Regions from separate parts of the Sus scrofa genome. Here region 1 is linked to region 2. The links are chromatin contacts, called in public promoter capture Hi-C maps. All regions are on one chromosome and are shown on one strand. Each heading gives the region's core, a stretch centred on a gene start, on an enhancer-like site or on the middle of the called end of the contact. The rest is flanking DNA. Distances are from core to core; before and after follow the strand shown.

Region 1 (4,062 bases), core at 489-2,988, 36 kb after region 2:
TATTATGAGGGCGAATAGAAAATACAATTATTGTACCTTTCTTTAAGATCTACAAAAACTTCTTAGTTACACAAAAATATGCCTCATTATTTCCAGATGCACTTACAGTAGGTTTTATTGTGAGGAGAAGCTAGAGACAAAATTGATCATTTAAATAAGTCATTCCATTTATCGTGGAAAATATTTGAAATATATCCAAAACTCATCATGGAGCCAAACTGCATGAGGTAGACTCCTTTATGCTGCCAATATGTGGGTTATATCAGGTCATAGGGGCTTATTGTAAGATTATTCTGGGACACAATAGCTAAGCCTCGTGAAAGAGCAGAAATTCAGTCTATCTTGTCATCTTAATAGCAGGCATTTGTGGTTTCTTACTTAAACCTCCTGCCACTTTAGTGACTCAGCTACTCTGATTACAATGCTCTTGCAGGCTATCTGCACACCTGGCTCTATTCTTCCTTATCTTCTCTCCACCTCAGGAATCTGCCACCTCACAGATTTTGCTACCTCATGGCTTCTGTTTAATGTCTTTTCTCCAGGCATTTTTGTCTTCTGCCCAGTCACCCAGATTGTGACTCTCTCTGTGTGCCTCAGGTTTAAAGTCCCCCAAAGAGAGCCTCTGGCCTCGGCAGGCAGTCACTAGCCCTCTATCAGGTAGAGTTTTCATGCTAAGCCACTTCCAGGCCCATAGCCAAACTGTGGACTGACCATCCTTGTGCATTATCTGAGGCCAAAGCAACAGGGTAACATATCTTAGGGAATTCCTCAGGAAAGGCATCTGGGTATGAAAAACACCCTGAGATTTCCCCCAAATGAGGGAAAGTAATTGGCAAAGATCTTGTTCTTCCTGTCTAAGAAATTAGTAGCAGTAATTTATGAGTCTTATTTACCCATGAACACTCCGCGCAGTTCCTTCACCTCACTGATGCCGGTATTTGTTTTTCTCTGTTTCAGAGGCTAGAATTCCTGTAGAGAATAGTGTAGTGTGCTCCATTTAGCATGCTAAATATAAGGAACTGAAGTAGAGAATTGTCATTGTTCTGTATTTCACAGATAATAAGTAAGCAAATCTTTCCCCCCCAAAAAATGTTTCCCCTAGGAAGCAGTCCAAGTGAAACCACATTGTTAGTTTAACGTATTTTAGACGATTAGCAAGAGAGGGGCAGACATTTCTCAAAACAGTAAACTCAGAAGGATGCTTTGGTGGAAGAGAGATAACCACATTTTCCAAAGAAAAATTCAACACTAGATGGTGTTAGGTTTTTCTTTTGAATTTCTTACAAAGGAACCAATCATAAAAGTTCTGGTCCTCTAATCCTATGGGGCTTTTGCTTTTGTTTTTCTCAATCTCTTGCAGTCTTTTCTCTTGGCATTCTGTGGTTTTTTCCAGAGAATGTTACCAGAGATGACCTGACTTTTTTTAGGTGAATAGGAAAACTGCCAGGTGAAACTAATTTGAACCAGGCCATTCAAGTCAGAGACATCAGTATATTTTAGAGTATTTCTCTCTTAAAAACAGTTTTGTTCCTTATGCTTCTGTATTTTACTTTCCTCTTTTCTTTTTTTCTGATTACATTTGGCTTCCTTCATTTTCTAAACAAGGTACTTTTTTAAAGAAACACTTTGCCCCAAAGTCACCGTATTTCACAATTCTGCGTGAAAGCCTAAATGGAGTGTGCCCAAGTACGGTACATGACACTCAGATTGCGTCGATATAAGCCTGTGCTCAAAATGGGGAGGCTTTTGTCTGCCCTTTGAGCGTTTTTCTTTTACTAGGATGAACATTTAAATCTCAGCTTTAAAGTTGCCTCACCTCACACACCACCAAACCCGCCCCCCACCCCCATCCCTCCAGGCTCACAGACGCACATCCCTTTCTTTTACACACTCCTTACTTAAAGGGATAGACGAAGAGATGCAGCCTGAATGGCATAAAATAGAGAGAGCATTTTTATTGCAGGCAACGCCTGCCCTTTATTAAATCTCTCACTGAGAGGGAGGGCTGGTTAGCACTGCGATGATCCCCTCAGAAGGTAACTGCTTGCTGCTTTCACCGCTCCAGGACTGGGAGCACAGCACTGCGCCGCCTAGTGATGGGCATCACCTGATGCTAATATGCCCTGGCTCCGCCTTCCTCCTTCAGCTCTCCTACCAATGGAGGCCACCCTCTCCACTCAGCTCCAATCTGTCCACCTCAGACAACTCAGTGACAACCTGCCAGGGATCTTGACGCTGCAGGGTGGGAAAGGAGGGGATCCAGGATGAGTACCACGAATGTCCCCTCCATCAGACAGCTAACTGATGCTGGTGCTTACAACAGAGGCGGGTAGTTACAAAGACACCCCCCCCATTCTAAAATATTTAGGTATCTTGCCAATGTTTTATACTAGAATAAGTTATAAAGAGATGTTTGAGGATTTAGCTATTCTGGTAGAGGCCTCCCACCCTCAAGCAGAGGACTTAAATGGGAAATGGACGTCCTGGAATGGGGAAGCCAGGCATTCCTTCCCTGTGACTTCCGCAAGGAACTGAAGGGGTGAGGAGAAGTCAAACCCCGAGCTTCGTCTTTGATCAGAAGAGTCTGGGCAGACCTGGAGGGTCGTTTTCACAACAGATGGTGTGGCAGCTGGAGACCAGGTCCTAGGGCTTCTGAGTGCAGAGCAGGCAGGGGCGGGGCCAGGGCTAAAGCGCCGGGAGCCTCAGCCTCGGAAGCTAATCAGATTACAGATGAATAGGCTTAGATAGAACTTTTTTTTTTTTTTTTTTTTTTTTTTTTTTTGTCTTTTTGTCTTTTTAGGGCCGCCCCGTGCACACGGAAGTTGCCAGGGGTCAAATCAGAGCTACAGTTGCCAGCCTACACCACAGCCACAGCCACGTAGGATCCGAACCGCATTTGCAAACTACAACGCATCTCAGGGCAAGGCTTAACCACTGAGCGAGGCCGGAAATCAAACCCGCATCCTCATAAATACTAATCATGTTCATTACTGCTGAGACAGGTTGGGAACTCCCAAGAACATTTAACTTTGCTGTTAATTACTACTTTTCAAATGCTAACTCACAATTCAGTGGTAGGGGCCAACCGAATTTCTTTACTTATTCCACATTTCCCAACAAACGATGTTAAAATCAGTGGGAGCCCTAGATAAACACGGATGGAATTCCACAGACGTCACAGCACACATCACACAGCATTCCAGAGAAGGCTGGCCTCACAGTTAGCTGAATGTCAGGCCATTTTCCTCTTTAGTAACATTTTTGAGCAGGGAAGATGGGAGTGGAAAAAATTAAAAAGAAAGAAAATCCCTTTGTAGTCATGAAAGTCTCAGTATTTTTTAAATAAGGATCAACAGCAAAAGGAACACATAAAATCTTTTGAAAATACTTACCATTTGGTCCAGAAATATGGCAACTGAATTATTAGAAATAAGAAACTGGTTGAAACAAACAGATCCATTTAGGCTTAATTCCCCCCTCTGAGCAGGCAAGAACTGCCTTATATAAACACCCACACACTGGATCTGTTCCCCTTTGTACCCCTGGGAGGGGTGAAAGAAGAAAAGCACGTAGGATGTTTTCTTTTGTGGAAAAGCTTGTGTGCATAACCACAAGGCCTGTGGATTCTGCAGACTGATGAGGTCTAACCCAAAAGACTGCATCCATTACCTGTGACAGATTTCCATTATGAAGGCAAGGCACCTGCAGGAAAATGACCCGTAAACTTTTATAACAACTGCGTTATTGTAACATTCCTTTTTTTTTAGTCAGAGAGAAGTATCTCTTAAGGCTCAATGCTCAGTAAATTCTGCAAGTTATCTCTTCTTACTTAGGAATGTCCATCTTCCACTCCCAGTTCATGATCGAGCCTTATGGGAAAACCGGCTTTCTCTAGGCATCTTGTCTCCATGGCACTGTTACCAAAGATATTCTGGGGGCAGTGTTCAGTCTTCCAGATACCTCCACACATAGAAGTCTAGGCTGTCCTAACTTTCCATTGGAGATTTTTGGTTTTATGTCTATTGCATAACTTACTTGGATGAAACTTGTGGAAGACGGACT
Region 2 (3,739 bases), core at 880-3,379:
TCTTATGCTTTCTTAACTCTGGACCACACTGTGTTCATGGCTGTTATATCACCAATGTACTAGAAATGACCAAATGTCATGATTAAGAATACATCCAACGAGTGACCCTATATTCTATTTTATTTAGACATTGATATATAAGCAAGGAGAGAGAAGGGAGCCATACTCCATACACACTCACCCAGTTAATGACACTCTCAAACCCCTCTTCACTCATCCCCTTAACATCCTCACAGCACAGCTGTATTGCTGGTGAGAGAGAACATGAACAGGACGAGCTATACAGGGAGAGCTGAGAGACATCTGCCTGTTGGCAAAGCAGAACAAAATTTGCTACCATTGCAAGCAGTGATCAAAGCGTAGAACTAAGAAAACTAAGCTAAGCAATGAAAAGGGTGAGGGGTTGGAGTTTATGAGTTAACCTACCTTACACTCTAAATTCTGACAATCAGTGATGGACAACACTCAAAGGAAGGGATAGGGAACATAACCCTCACAAACCTAGGCTATACTCTCTCATACTGGCTTTATCAGATCACCTCTCAAAAACTGAGTGTAAAAGTGAGAGAAACGATAATGATAATGGTTATCTTGCAGCATTTTCAGAATCATCTGAAGGATGGCTTAATACAGAAGAATGCCCTTCCTTTAAAATATATTTAATGAACTTCTCAATAATATCTTATGTTAGCCTGACTTACCAAGTAATCTTCCACTCCCCCTTATCCCAGCTGCAGCTGGATCCCAAGTCCCAGCCCTAACTCTTACTACCAGTCCTGACACTAACTTGCTAGCCAACCCAGAGCAAGGCATTTAACCTTTCCTGAGCTTCCATTACTTTGCTTCTAGCAAGAGGAAGCCAGGCTAGATGATGTTTGGTACCCTACTATTAGTTCAGTTACCTGTGATCTCACGGAACTGAAATTTGGGCCCCCTCATTCATTTGGGCATTGGGCAAAATGTCAGAATGTTAATAAGAAAAAAAATTTTTTTTTAAAGAAAGAAAAGAAAAACAACGAACTTCAGGGACCGCGCTACTCTCAAAACTGATTCTGGGTAACTTTGAGAACTCACAAACTTTAAAACACCATCTTAGGAAAAACAGCTTCTACCTGAATAAAGGAGAAAATGTGAAAGCTGACACTTCTGCGGCTCTGGAAAGATTCCTCCCACTTGAAATATCCACGTTCGTTTTACTAAATCCCTGGCTGCTAAGTGACACAAAAACCAAAGCGCCCCCGACTGAATCCCAGGCCTGCCTGAAACTCCAGGTACCTCGCCAGCCTCGCCCGGACTTTGAGATTTCAGGGAACTAGCGGAGAGGGGGAAACAGCCATAGAGTCGCTAGTAAATGCTTGTACACACTTCGCGAGAACTAGAGGAAAGTGGTGGGCGAGGAGGCCACGCGGCCTCGCTGTTCCCTTCTCCATCCTGGCCCGGGATGCCGAAGGCCGTGGAGGCTGCGGCCCGTCCCACTCCACAGCCAGGTAGTTGCAGGCCCGCGGCCGCGGAAGTCACCTGTGAAGGAGTCAGGATAGATGGACTCCAGAGCCTCCAGCTCGTTGCGCTGCTCCTCGCCGTAATCTGTCATCGCGGCCCTCGCTGCAGCCCATGGATCACCCAGACACCCAGGCGGCGCGCTGCAGCCGGTACCGCGGCCGCGCCGGGAGAGCAGGCAGCGCCCCGGCGGGCGCAGGCGCAGAGTCCCCGTCTGGAAGGCCTGGGGTCCAAAGCCAGGCTAGGCCTGCTGAGCAACCTCCCCGAAGGGGCCTCCGGCTGCTCCCTAGTTCCGCGTTCGACTCGTTAGGCCTGGCTGCTGGGCTGCCTGACCCACGCCCGGTCGGGATTTGCTGGGATAGGATTGGCGTCTGGTCTGGCATTTGCCACGGACACCTAAGAATTGGTTCCTGGGCTTTGCAGGGCCTGAGCCTGAGAAGCCCCTCAACAAACATAGCACTTCGCTCGATGTATCTGGGCTTGAGGCCGGCCCGGCGTGCCGGGGGCGCATTGGGTAGCCAGGGTCGGCACGTTTGGGCCCCCCGCCAAATTTGTTTCCGGTTTCCGGGTTGTGACCTGGTAGCGGAGACCGACGGGACAGATTCGCGTCTTAGTGCTGGCTAGTGACGGGTCCTAGGTGATTTGTACGGTTCTCGAACCTTCAAGTTCTTGACGTCCCATGGGAGTGTGGGCAGAAGAGCAGAAGTTCTAGTACTGGATCGGGCTGAATAGCCTCAGAGAATCTGGGGAGAAATCAACTCAAAGTCCGTAGACCTTAGTTCTAGATTCAGATCTCTAGGCTTCGCTTTTGAATTTGTAAAATGAACTCGGCTTAATATAGATCCAAATATGTCTGATAGCATATTTCTGTGAATTGAAGAAATGGGTGTTTAAGTTTCTTTAACAGTTTTGGTAAGCAATGTAAAAGTAATTATCATTATTCCGAAAAAGAGTCAGAACCTTTTATTTGGGAGAATGAAACTAAAGAAATAATGACATTGTAATAATGTTCTCTTCCAGTTCATCGCAGCAGTTACGGAGGATTATCAAAGAACTGTTATGACACAAGCTAAGGAAATGGCTTAACAGAATGCTTTTGAGGAAAGACTGCTAATTAGCTATTTGTGTTTATAAGAAACGTGGTTGTATTAAGTTTTTTTTAATGCAAAAAAAATGAAAGGACATATTAAAAGATTTAAAGTTCCAAACAGTTTTCAGACATAATAAAAGGTTTTTCACACTCGTTTGTATTTTCCTTTGTTTTGTTTTCTATATTAAAGCTGGTTTTACTTGTATAGTAGGGGGAACCAGTTTTGTGGGGTTTTTTTGTTTGTCTGTTTTTTAGGGCCGCACTGGCGACATATGGAGGTTCCCAGGCTAGGGGTTGAATCAGAGCTGTAGCTGCCAGCCTGAACCACAACTCAAGGCAATGCCAGATCCTTAACCCACTGAGCAAGGCCAGGGATCAAACCTGCATCCTCATGGATACTAATCAGATTTGTTTCTCCTGACCCACTATGGGAACTCCCTATTTAAGGCATTCTTTTAAACTTTTAGGGAAAAAGTGGGAACTCTCCTGATGAAAATGAATTATACAAGTTGCTTCTTGTTCTGAATATTCTTAGTTCAGAAAAATCATTGAGTTATTGGGGAAGGAGCTTCTGTGCAGAGGGCACAGCCAATGCTAAGGTCATAAGGTGGGAGCCCACTTGGTGTTTTGGAAGCTGGTGTGGCAGATGAACATCATGTAGGGTCATCAGGGAGTTTAGTTTAAAGAGTAACAGTCTGACTCTGTTACTTTAGAAAGACCCCAGTGGCTACTGAGTATAAATATATTTAAGAGCAACAAGCCTAAAAGTATGGAGACCTTTTAGGAGGCTATGGTAATAATCTGAGCAAAAGACAATAACGTGAGCTATAGGACAGAACAAATTCTGGATATATTTTGAAGCTGTCAGGAGTTAGATATGAGTTGTGAGAAAGGGAGTCAAGGGGAATATGGGGTTAGAATGACTGGAAAGATGAAGTTCTTATGATAAAAATGATAGGCGAGGAAAACAAAATGAGTTTGGCAAGGAAGTTGATAGCACCTGAAACCTGTGGATCTAAGAAAAATGTCAAGTAAAAAGTGTTTTAATTTCCTAACATTTAAAACAATCAGGATTTCCCGTCATGGCTCAGTGGTAATGAACCCAACTAGTATCCATGAGGACGTGGGTTCCATCTCTGGCCTCGATCAGTG

The links. Promoter capture Hi-C pulls out the DNA fragments that hold promoters and counts their contacts.
Region 1: a promoter capture Hi-C map of liver shows a contact between it and region 2, with 2.5 times the contacts expected there. The contact joins the enhancer-like site here to the promoter of RWDD1 in region 2. A contact is called at or near these places in 1 of 5 promoter capture datasets (liver), 10 of 47 Hi-C or Micro-C datasets (brain, embryonic fibroblasts, heart right ventricle and 4 more) and 1 of 2 datasets of contacts at active chromatin or transcription factors (alveolar macrophages).

Annotation. Positions count from the first base shown.
Region 1 is chr1:82,123,192-82,127,253 of Sscrofa11.1, reverse strand. All of the region lies in intron 3 of TRAPPC3L (trafficking protein particle complex subunit 3-like protein), which reads left to right. The region is part of intron 1 of FAM26D (protein FAM26D); the gene reads right to left. Among named protein-coding and RNA genes, the nearest start is that of FAM26D, 16 kb to the right of the region's middle. Within about 2 kb of position 1,738, at least 38 of the 83 cell types and tissues checked have an H3K27ac peak or open chromatin away from gene starts, as enhancers often do. A contact at or near this core is called in alveolar macrophages, liver, mesenteric adipose tissue and 2 more, where this site is marked.
Region 2 is chr1:82,159,761-82,163,499 of Sscrofa11.1, reverse strand. RWDD1 (RWD domain-containing protein 1) reads right to left here and starts at 2,129. Exons shown (of 7, transcript XM_001928520.6): 1 at 1,519-2,129. The coding sequence starts at 1,591.